Linked DNA regions of Mus musculus: regions 1 and 3 are each linked to region 2. The links are chromatin contacts, called in public Hi-C and HiChIP or PLAC-seq maps. All regions are on one chromosome and are shown on one strand. The core of a region is the stretch at or near the end of the contact, and the rest is flanking DNA. Distances in the headings are between cores, read along the strand shown.

What was found. Hi-C and Micro-C count contacts between places; a contact is called where the count stands out from the background. HiChIP or PLAC-seq counts read pairs in DNA pulled down with a chosen protein or histone mark.
Region 1: an H3K4me3 HiChIP or PLAC-seq map of neural progenitor cells shows a contact between it and region 2, with 30 read pairs. The contact joins the enhancer-like site here to the promoter of Foxa1 in region 2. A contact is called at or near these places in 3 of 39 promoter capture datasets (the SN4741 cell line, embryonic stem cells and liver), 2 of 15 datasets of contacts at CTCF or cohesin (the G1E-ER4 cell line and embryonic stem cells), 31 of 484 Hi-C or Micro-C datasets (8-cell embryo, the BV-2 cell line, the HL-1 cell line and 7 more), 10 of 115 datasets of contacts at active chromatin or transcription factors (the HPC-7 cell line, embryonic stem cells, fetal liver and 3 more) and 1 of 9 other capture datasets (embryonic stem cells).
Region 3: a Hi-C map of liver shows a contact between it and region 2, with 4 times the contacts expected there. The contact joins the enhancer-like site here to the promoter of Foxa1 in region 2. A contact is called at or near these places in 3 of 39 promoter capture datasets (embryonic stem cells and liver), 3 of 15 datasets of contacts at CTCF or cohesin (the G1E-ER4 cell line, embryonic stem cells and liver), 40 of 484 Hi-C or Micro-C datasets (8-cell embryo, the AML12 cell line, the AtT-20 cell line and 10 more), 11 of 115 datasets of contacts at active chromatin or transcription factors (embryonic stem cells, fetal liver, hepatocytes and 3 more) and 1 of 9 other capture datasets (embryonic stem cells).

What each region holds. Positions count from the first base shown.
Region 1 is chr12:57,464,845-57,468,161 of GRCm38.p6, reverse strand. No RefSeq gene overlaps it. Among named protein-coding and RNA genes, the nearest start is that of Gm16246, 16 kb to the right of the region's middle. Within about 2 kb of position 1,306, at least 6 of the 459 cell types and tissues checked have an H3K27ac peak or open chromatin away from gene starts, as enhancers often do. A contact at or near this core is called in neural progenitor cells, where this site is marked.
Region 2 is chr12:57,544,516-57,547,674 of GRCm38.p6, reverse strand. Foxa1 (forkhead box A1) reads left to right here and starts at 1,564. Exons shown (of 2, transcript NM_008259.4): 1 at 1,564-2,011. The coding sequence starts at 1,940. It also overlaps a transcript of Ttc6 not described here.
Region 3 is chr12:57,442,804-57,445,826 of GRCm38.p6, reverse strand. All of the region lies in intron 9 of Mipol1 (mirror-image polydactyly 1), which reads right to left. It overlaps Gm16246 (a long non-coding RNA gene), which reads left to right. Exons shown (of 3, transcript XR_381624.3): 2 at 1,352-1,505. Among named protein-coding and RNA genes, the nearest start is that of Gm16246, 6.1 kb to the left of the region's middle. Within about 2 kb of position 1,251, at least 18 of the 459 cell types and tissues checked have an H3K27ac peak or open chromatin away from gene starts, as enhancers often do. A contact at or near this core is called in the AtT-20 cell line, hepatocytes and liver, where this site is marked.

The DNA of each region.
Region 1 (3,317 bases), core at 57-2,556, 79 kb after region 2:
AGAAAACTTTTTGCTTTCAGTTTCTAAGATTTATGCTTACAAACAATCTCCTCCTCAAAAGGCTAAACATTAATACTTTTAATGTTATTTCTGGACCCAAACATGTAATTATAATCTTGAAATTTAATATTTATATCTTTGATAGGAGCACAATTCTCTCAATTAAACTTCTATGAATATGAATACAGTTATCTGATCCTTCAGCTCTGCTTTGGAGTACAGCATGCAACTCATTGGTTCCATCTTCCAGATGGGAACACTGAGAGGAAGCACAGCTTACTCATCATGTCATAGCAAGCCAGGCTCGGTTACTCCACTGATGCTCCTATTAGATGTGAAGCTGCATTCTCTTTAACTTGCAGGTCTAGTCTACCAGTTTAACATATATTCCTGTAGCTTGCCACGTAAAAAGATTTAGTGATACAGACAGCTATATTTACTTCATGAATAGCAGAAATAAATATATTACTGAGTTAGGCTCATGTGTTTAGTTTATTTTAGATAAATTGTTTGGGTTTAATTTAAGAACTTTATAGACTATCCAAATCTAGCAACAAAGTTATCCCTGCAGAAAATAGGTCATATTTTAATTTAAATTTATTTTACATTAAATTTAACTCAATTGTATAAATACAAGTGGCAAGTCAAATATGAAATATTATTTTTTATACATAAAAATACTTATTTTCTAAGGTTTTATAGTGAGGTTTTATAAAGTAAAAACAACCAAAAATATAACTCCAAGACTGGGTCACTGTTCAAAGGCTAAACAACAGCTCTTTTACATTCCCCAGAAAGGTGAGACAAAGTTCTGTTCATATACAAAACTGTCTAACCTACTGTTGTAATGATACTGACTCGTCCCTGTCAAACAGCAACATATCTACCTACCAAGTGAGCTTTATAGAAATATTAACAGGTGACATTCATCAGCATTGTCCTAAAAAGAAGTCATGAGATGAGTGAGCATAAGTATAAGCCCTAATTTTGTCTCATTTTCAGAATGGAGACAAATCAACACAAAGCACAATCTGTATGCTGAAGATGACATTTAGTTTTGAACTTGAAAAATAAAGACATTCGACCCACATGTAATAGGTACTCTCTTTATTCTTTTTTTGGAAACACTGGCCTGTATACTCATCAAAAACTTAACACCACATCTTTACATTATTAAATCTTTGTTTTGATCTATTAGTATTCACCAAAGTGCCATTTTATAAACCCGCACAGTGAATAGCCAAGGCTGGAGGTGGCCATCTGCAGCTTCAGAGTCTGCCTTTGAATCAATGAAAAGAGCTTTGTGTTCTCATTGCCAAGGTTGATTCTTGTGGTCATTAGGCATTCCCCTCAGATCTCATCAATGAAGACGTACTCGCTCACGCCCATGTGTTAAATTCTCTTCTCCTCATGGTTTCCTTTGCCGGTTCTACTCAAGAATGACTACTGGGTCTTAGCCACATTCTTCTCACAGCTGTGTTAAAAAAGAGCTCCAGAAAGTCTTCCTAAAACCCATATGTGTATCTGGTCAGTTCTCTGTCTTAGGGTCACCTCACATTGTGGTGTGATTATACAGAGATTCATTCTTGTTCTTGAACTGCGCCTCTCCCATCACTCTGGGAAAGATTAGGCCCTCTGAGAGTCAGGAGTGGAGAACTTGGAAGGCGGATGTGAAAACGCATAACTCAATTTAGAAGGAAGATTACCTTAAGGAAGATGTTTGAAAATATTAAATGTTATTTGTTATTCTTACATATTTTATAAATAATAATAGGAAGAGAAATCACATATGGTTTATGCATGCTTCCAGGATATTTCAGAGGAAAGAGTAAAATGTCACAATAGTCTATGAACTATTAATAGTTTATATAACTACCAAAAATCATAAAAATTTAAGATTATTAAGTTATAAAATATCATTTGAATTTTAAATTTAAATCTTAAATTTTGCTTTTTAGTTGTTCCATAGAAACATTTGATTAATCAACATAAAGATGTCTTCTTTATATTTACTTAGGTTAAGAACAGATGGAAAAATCTGCTTCTGTCGAGTTTAAGAACCCATAACACCTAGCGATTGAGAGATACCTGGCTTAGTGGTTAAGAATCTACACCATTGTAAGAAAGAAAAAATATAATTCAGCTGGTATTCTATCCAGTATCATTAGAGATTATTTTCTTTTTGAATGCACGGGATCAAGAATGAAGTTTAAGTATATAATGTTTTTATAATTGCACCATCAAGGTTATGCTGAAGCAAGCAAAGATTTTTTTTTTATGGATTTATTGGGAAAATCTCTGTCTCAGAAGGAAGCAGTAGTCAACTACACAATCTTAGAATGTGAACTAAATTTAAACTTCTCCATCAGTCCAACGGAATTCCTGTGGAAATAAATTATCAGTGACAGTTTAGGTATATCAGATTTTCAATGAGGCTTTAGTATAGGCAAACTAAGCTTTGAGTTATGTAAACTTGTATTCATTCTCTACACGAATAATACCAATTTATACTAATTTTACTATACTAATTTTATACTAATAAACAAATTTCTGTGTTTAAGGAAAAGGGGAAGTTCTAAGAGGTTTAGCAAATGAAAGTATAATGATTCATTATGCCAAGCACATTATGTACAACACACCATCTAAACAGCAATGATGAAGAAGAAAAACTCAGTTTCTACACTAGATCCACACCCTTTACCAGTGCGTCATTTCATTAGGTGATCACTTTCTGGAAAACTGAAAACATTTAACATATTCTTTCTGTTAGCTATTAAACCATGTTTAAGAGAGATTTAATTTTAAAGAAGTATACGGGAACAGTGCGGCCCGTTTACGTTTAAACTGTGGAAGGTGTTCTGACTGCATCTAAGAACAGAATGAAGGAAAAGGATGCTAGGTCAAACTCACATTTACATGTAACTTACATTAATATCAAAGCCACATTTGATCCTGGATATAGAAACTCCTGCTATATTTTTCTGTCTATCAAGTTTTAGCCAAATGTCCCTGGTTACTTAAGTAGATTGTGTAATTGTCCTGGGTGACGAGGTTTGCCTCTGGCTTTGTTAATCACTGTGGTACTAGGATCAATGAGAGAAGGAGAAAGCATGAGTGTGCGTGTGCGGCCCTCTCATCCCCCAGGCTTCTGCTGCTTTCCTTCTCTTCCTCTCCATTGGGAGTTACTGAAACATGTTCATCTGTTTTAGTCTGCAGAGATGTATACTAACTCAACTCGAGGAGACATTTCTGTATACTGAAACACAGCTTCTGAAATGAAGAGGCTGCCACATGCCACAAGGAGTGACATCATTTAG
Region 2 (3,159 bases), core at 315-2,814:
ATTTAAAAGAACAAAGCACGGAGTGTGTGTGTGTTGGGGGGGGGGTAATCTATTTGGAAGACAAGTGAAAACACATTCCTTCACATGAGATTAATTACCTTAAAAAAAAAGCTTTGCAAACCAAGAATATTTTAGTCTCTTGGTGACTTTAAAGTTAACTTGATTGTTTCTAATGGAAATCTAGTATACCTACAGACTGGAGCAACACACAGGAAGGGCCGCACAGTCACACTTACTTCGAAATGCACGAGGTAGTATACATTTTCACGAACACTTGCAGTCAATGGGGGGGGGGGTAAGCACCTTCTCCAAACCTATCACACACTCTGTCTAGCCTAATCTCTTTGGTTAGTCTCTTTCCGCTGGATACGAGGGCAAGCCACTAACTATGAAGAACTGGAAGAAAGCGAGAGACTTTGAGTGGGGGAGAATTTTCCCCATCTACCCAGGACCTTTTGAGAGTCTGATAGCCTAGCCCTGCTCTTCCAGCTCAGAGACGACCAGGCACCTCTGTGGGCTGACTCCAGCTTCAGGCTGGCACCTCATTTAGCGTGGCAGATGCGTTCCAGCACCCAGGCCCATACACTCCCAGTTTATGCCGGTGTTTAGGAAGATGTCCCCTCCCCCTGACCTTTCTCTATCAGAAACCAGACGGTCGCCTCTAGCTTGGTCCCAGAGGCTGTAGAAGGGGGGGAGGAGGAGGAGGAGGAGCCCGGCAGAGAGGCAGGCTTGACTAGGATCCGCCTGCCTTATCACACAAACATCTGCGCGCAGTTTCTTCCTCTTTCTGATCGCTGCAGTTGACAAGGGGAGTGGAGTGGACTGAGGCGGAAAAAAAAAGTTATGTCATAAAAATATAAAACGGTGCTGTGACTCACCTGCTCTTAGCCGCAGGTACGAGTTTCGTGGCAGCGCCTCCGTTCTGCTCGCCAGGAGCCCAGGTCGGCCTAACGTCACTTTGCTCGGCTGACTCAGATGACTGGGTTTCTAGTGACGAGGCAAAAGTGGGGCTTTTCCCCTCTCCAAGCCCCGAAGGCCGGGAAGTAGGGGTAGTCTTCCAGGGTTGAACTTTGGGTCAAGAATCAGGATGAGGGGAGCAAAGGAGCCAAGTGGACCAAGAGCGGAGTCGTAGTAAGGTCCAGGGGGTGGTGAGCACCTCTAGGAGGGAACTCGGGGTCATTCAGCGAGCACGATCCTTGCGCTGTAGCTCTGATGCCACCACCCAGGTCCTTCTCCCGCAGCACAGCTCTTTGGGTCCAGAGCCCTGGCCTGTCCTCCAAGGCACCGCCTATTTTTCCTTTTCTTCTTTTTTTTCCTTTTCTTTTCTTTCTCTTTTTTTCCTTTTCCAAAGGGGGTCACACACACACCCGCCCTATTTTCCTCTTTCCCTAGCCGCGAGGCTTAAACCAATTATACTGCTTTGTAAACAAAGTGAGGGCCAGGTTTGGGGGAGGGGATGGCGGGAGGGGCGCGGGGGGCGCGCGGCGCTGGCGCGGCGGGGCGGGAGGCGCGGCGGCTGGACTGGCGGGCGGCCGCCTCACAGGTGCACCTCGGGCTTTGTAGGTGCGAGCGTCTTTGTGCGGCGGACAAATGGGGAGAGGACGAGGAGGTGGGCACTCCGGCGACGTAAGATCCACATCAGCTCAACTGCACTCGCTTCGCACAGGCCGCCCGCTCACTTCCCGCGGAGGCGCTGCCGGGCGCCGCGCTCCGCGGCCGCCTCCTGTCCCCGGCGCTGCCCCCTCCCGCCGCGCCGCGCCGCCGCCGCCGCGCACGCCGCGCCCCGCAGCGCCGGGCTTCCTCCTCGCCCGGGTGGCGCTGGGCCCTCGAGCGCTCCGGTGACCGCAGCGGCTCCGCGCCCCTCCCCCGCCCCGAGCAGCGCACCCGCCCGTCGCTCCGCACAGGGTTGGATGGTTGTGTCGGCCGGGCTGGCTCCAGGATGTTAGGGACTGTGAAGATGGAAGGGCATGAGAGCAACGACTGGAACAGCTACTACGCGGACACGCAGGAGGTGAGAGGCGGGGAGGCGGTGGGGCGTCCCCAGAGTCGGTGTCCGGGGAGACTCAGGCGAGGTGGGCTCCTGCCCGGACTGGGGCGGGCGGGGTGGGGGCGGCTCGCCCGAGGCGCGGCTTCCAGTGTGGCCCCCACCCGACCTCTCGATCAGCCCGCTGCCCGCTGGGTCCTGGCGCTTGCAACCAGCGGAGAGTTTTGGGAAACTCTGGGCTTTGAAAACACGGGCTCCGGAAGGGAAGCACTTGTCTTTGCCCGCTAGAGAGCCGGGGCTGGAGCCCAGCCCCGGGAGCCGCGGGCGGGCAGGCGGGCTCTGGCTTGAGTAAAGAATAACTGAGAGAGTCGGTGCTCGCTTACCGGGAGGCCTCTCGGTCACACCATGTAATTAGCCGACGTCTTTGGATAAAAATGATCTGTTGCAGAAGTTGGAGTTTTTCGTAAAGAATGATTTCTAAATTTTATAAAACTTAATTCTTCAAAAGCCATTTGTAGAAAAGTGTCTATTCGTTCGTCTCTAGGACCGCTGGGTGGCGCTAGTGCGAACAGAATCTTTTTCCAGAACTCGGGGCCAAGAACCTGTTTCTCTTCATTGTCCCCTTGGTGGCATGTTCACTGGGTTTATTTTACATTGTGCACAAAAGCATTGCGAGGAGAATCAGGTACAGGCAGGGCCACTACCTATTGAAAGTATTTTCTAGAAACAGCTGCCGATTACCTTCAAAAGTGTAATTACCGTTATCGAAAGCGCTTACCGAGAAAGCCTCGTGCGATCTTGGAGAGAGGACTAGAAATAAATCCCAAAGTACTTTAAGATCTGTACAGAAAAGTACAGAGTCCGAAAAGACCTTCGCGGCGATTTATTTATTCGTTTCTGTGTTTCTTTGGGAACCATCTCTTTTTTGAGTCTTCTTTTTGAAATCTATTCATCTCTTATAGTTTCACATGGAGTTACATTTGCTGATGAACATAAATTTAAGGACGTCAATATTTTCTGTTAGATTACCAAATAAGCAGTTATACGTCAGGACTCTTGTTTTTTAGCCACCTAGTTATTATCTCGACTGCTACGGATGGAGATTTCGCTTACCGATAACTTTTAGTAGGCGCTCAGACCACTTTCAGGAGTTTAATTTTGATGCAATCACCTCG
Region 3 (3,023 bases), core at 2-2,501, 100 kb after region 2:
CCCCCTTAATGCGTGTGCACTACATCATCGGGGTCCACCCACATCCTTAATCTTACAGAAGTTTGAGTCATCATTTATCTGTAGTACTTGGCAGAATGCTTACTAAATGACTGACAATTATTTAACTCACATTTCTTAAGGGCTGTGCTTAATCTGAATCATTCTGTATTTTCTTGTGTGTTGCTGGCCATCAAAAGGAGATGTAGTGTGCATGGCAGACATCACATATGAGGAATAAGGGGGACTTAGGCTTGATTCTCCTGGTGGGGGAGGTAGCTACTTTTCTCCCATTTTCCTTTATTTCTCTGATTTTTTTTTAATTAGGTATTTATTTCATTTACATTTCCAATGCTATCCCAAAAGTCCCGCACACGCTCCCCCATATTTTTTTGATTTTTATAATATTTTCACAGAAGTTTATACAATCATTAAAATACTAGCTAGTGAAATTGAACACCAGTCTCTTTCAGACAGATCAGAGAATGAAAAGAAACAATCTTTTATATATTATCTATTGTATAATACACATATTATATATTAATATGTATTGTTACATATACTATAAATTTACCTGTGGTGATTACAAAAACCTGTTAGCCACCTGAATGGTCTTTAATTTTAGCAAACAACATACATGTTCTATGCCCCTTACTAAAAAGGAAATTAACTTCTTTTTTATTGTATTTTCAATGTTTGGTTGTCTTTTGTGTGTGTGTTTGTGTGTGGAAACTAAGAACCTGTCAAAGCCCAAGCTTCCCTCAGACCGACTTATCTCCATGTTTTAGGGATTATAGAGATAAAACTAAGGCTATTGTGTCTTCTGGAGCTGAAGTATCTGAAGCAAAAGCAAAAGCAATTCGCTGAGGTTTCTTCAAAGGGAAACACTAGCACCTCACCACTCTGATAACACTAAAACACGACTTACGACACACGCATAAGCATCAGAATTCTTTTTAAAAAATTTAGCTAATATTAAGGATGACTGCCATTTACTTTTGTTTGGCTCTCCAGGGAATACTGTTTACTTTGCTTTAAAATTTATGTGAGTCATTTGGTTATATGCCTTTTTTAATTAGCCTGAAGGAAGCAATCACTGGAGAAAAAGCGGAAATCAATTCTGATCCGATATTGATAGCTACTGTGCTATAAACTGTGTGTCCTTTCTAATTAAATGTAAACATGTTCAGTTCTGAAGTCCGGCGGCAATGACAACAGTCACTGGGAAGGATTGCTTAAGCGCCACTCAACTGACCTGCCTGGCCTTTATTTCTTTCAGAGCGGTGCTTGTGCAATCATTGGCGAGGTGAATGCCGGTTGGAACTGACTTTTTTTTTTTTTTTTTTTTTTTTAGGCCATCTTCAGAGAAAAGGTTTGACAAGAATGCAGAGCACTCTGTAATACTTCAAGTTACTTATTAACTCTGTCCTCCTGATAGCTAATCAATGGCATTGCAGAGAGTCAAATTTGGTGCACTAAACTGCCCCCTTGCCTAAAGCCAAGTCTTGGTAAATATTTAATGGCTGTAAAGGTGTTTTGCTAGTTATCAAACTGATATGTTAAAGGACTCTTAAAAGCAACTTTATCTTTCCTTCCCCTCCATAAATAATTTGCTTAGCAATATAGTGTGTAGGTGTAAAAGCATTCAGATTATTTTATTTTTAGTATCCTGTTCAGAAAACGGCCACATGAAAATTAATATAAAAGGGTGTCCATTGTAATTATATACAGCAATATCATACAAACATAAGAGGAACAAAAAAAAAGTATCCAACTTTTCATCCTGGTGAATGCCAGTCCCAAAGTATAAAACGGCCCAGGCCCTTTCAATACCACACTAGGCTTGTGGAAAACCTGCTGTACAGCTGTTCTCATAAAGACTGAAACATGCTCTGGAGTTGGGAGACACCAAACTTTTTATAGTTTAAATAACTTTCCAAATTTTGTGGCCTCTTATTTTAATGACTCTAGTTGGTAAGGCAGAAAAAATTGGAAATTTCATTTGTTAAATAAAAATAAATTTTATCAGTTTAAATATTATTAAACTACTTTACAATTGAACAGTTTTTTTTTTTTTTTAGAAATATGGCTGATTTCTTTACAAATATACTCTTGTCAGACTAACAAATTTTAAAGGACATTTAATACAATTACCAAAAATGCTGATCTGAATTTTAATAGCCTAACGATAGAAAGCCAAAGATTATCTTCCTAGCTGAGGAGGGTGACCCTATAGGAGGACCAGCAGTCTCAACTAGCCTGGACCCCGGAGATCTCTCAGACACTGGGTCACCAACCAGGCAGCAAAAAACAGCTGATAGGAGGACCTCAACACATAGACAACAGAGGCCTGCCAGGTCTGGACTCAGTCTGAGAAGATGCACGTAACCCTCAAGAGACTGGAGGCCCCAGGGAGTGGGGAGGTCTGGTGTGGTGGGGGTGGGGGTGGGGTGGGGACATCCTCCTGAAGAAAGGGGATTGGGGGAGGAGGTATGGGATGTGGAACAGTGAGAGGGCAGACTGGGAGGGGAATAAAATCCGGATTGTAAAAAAAAAATGCATTTTTAAAAAAAACCATTATCTTCCTAAGTATTAAATAAGAACTGGTACCTCAGAGCCGAATATTGAGTTGATGACCTTGCAGGATATATCATCCTACATCAAAGGGGTTAATGGGGGGCTGGAGAGTTGGTTTGGCCCTTCTTCTTGCAGAGGACTTCAGTTCGAGTCCCAGCACTCACTCGTTGGTTCAGAATCATCCATAATACTGGCTCCCGGGGATCTGAGACCCTTTCCTGGCCTACACCTGCACCAGGCATGCTCAGGGTGCGCAGACATATAAGCAGGCAAAACATCCATGTTAAAAAAGGAAAGAAGGAAGGAAAAAAGGAAAGAAGTTAGAAAGGAAGGAAAGAAGGAAACACAGAAGGGGGAGGAAGGGCTACAACTGAAAACAAAAATGTGTTAGAATAAACAGGTTACATTTCAGAATGAGAAACCATTAGAAATGTTCTGGATTTGAGGTG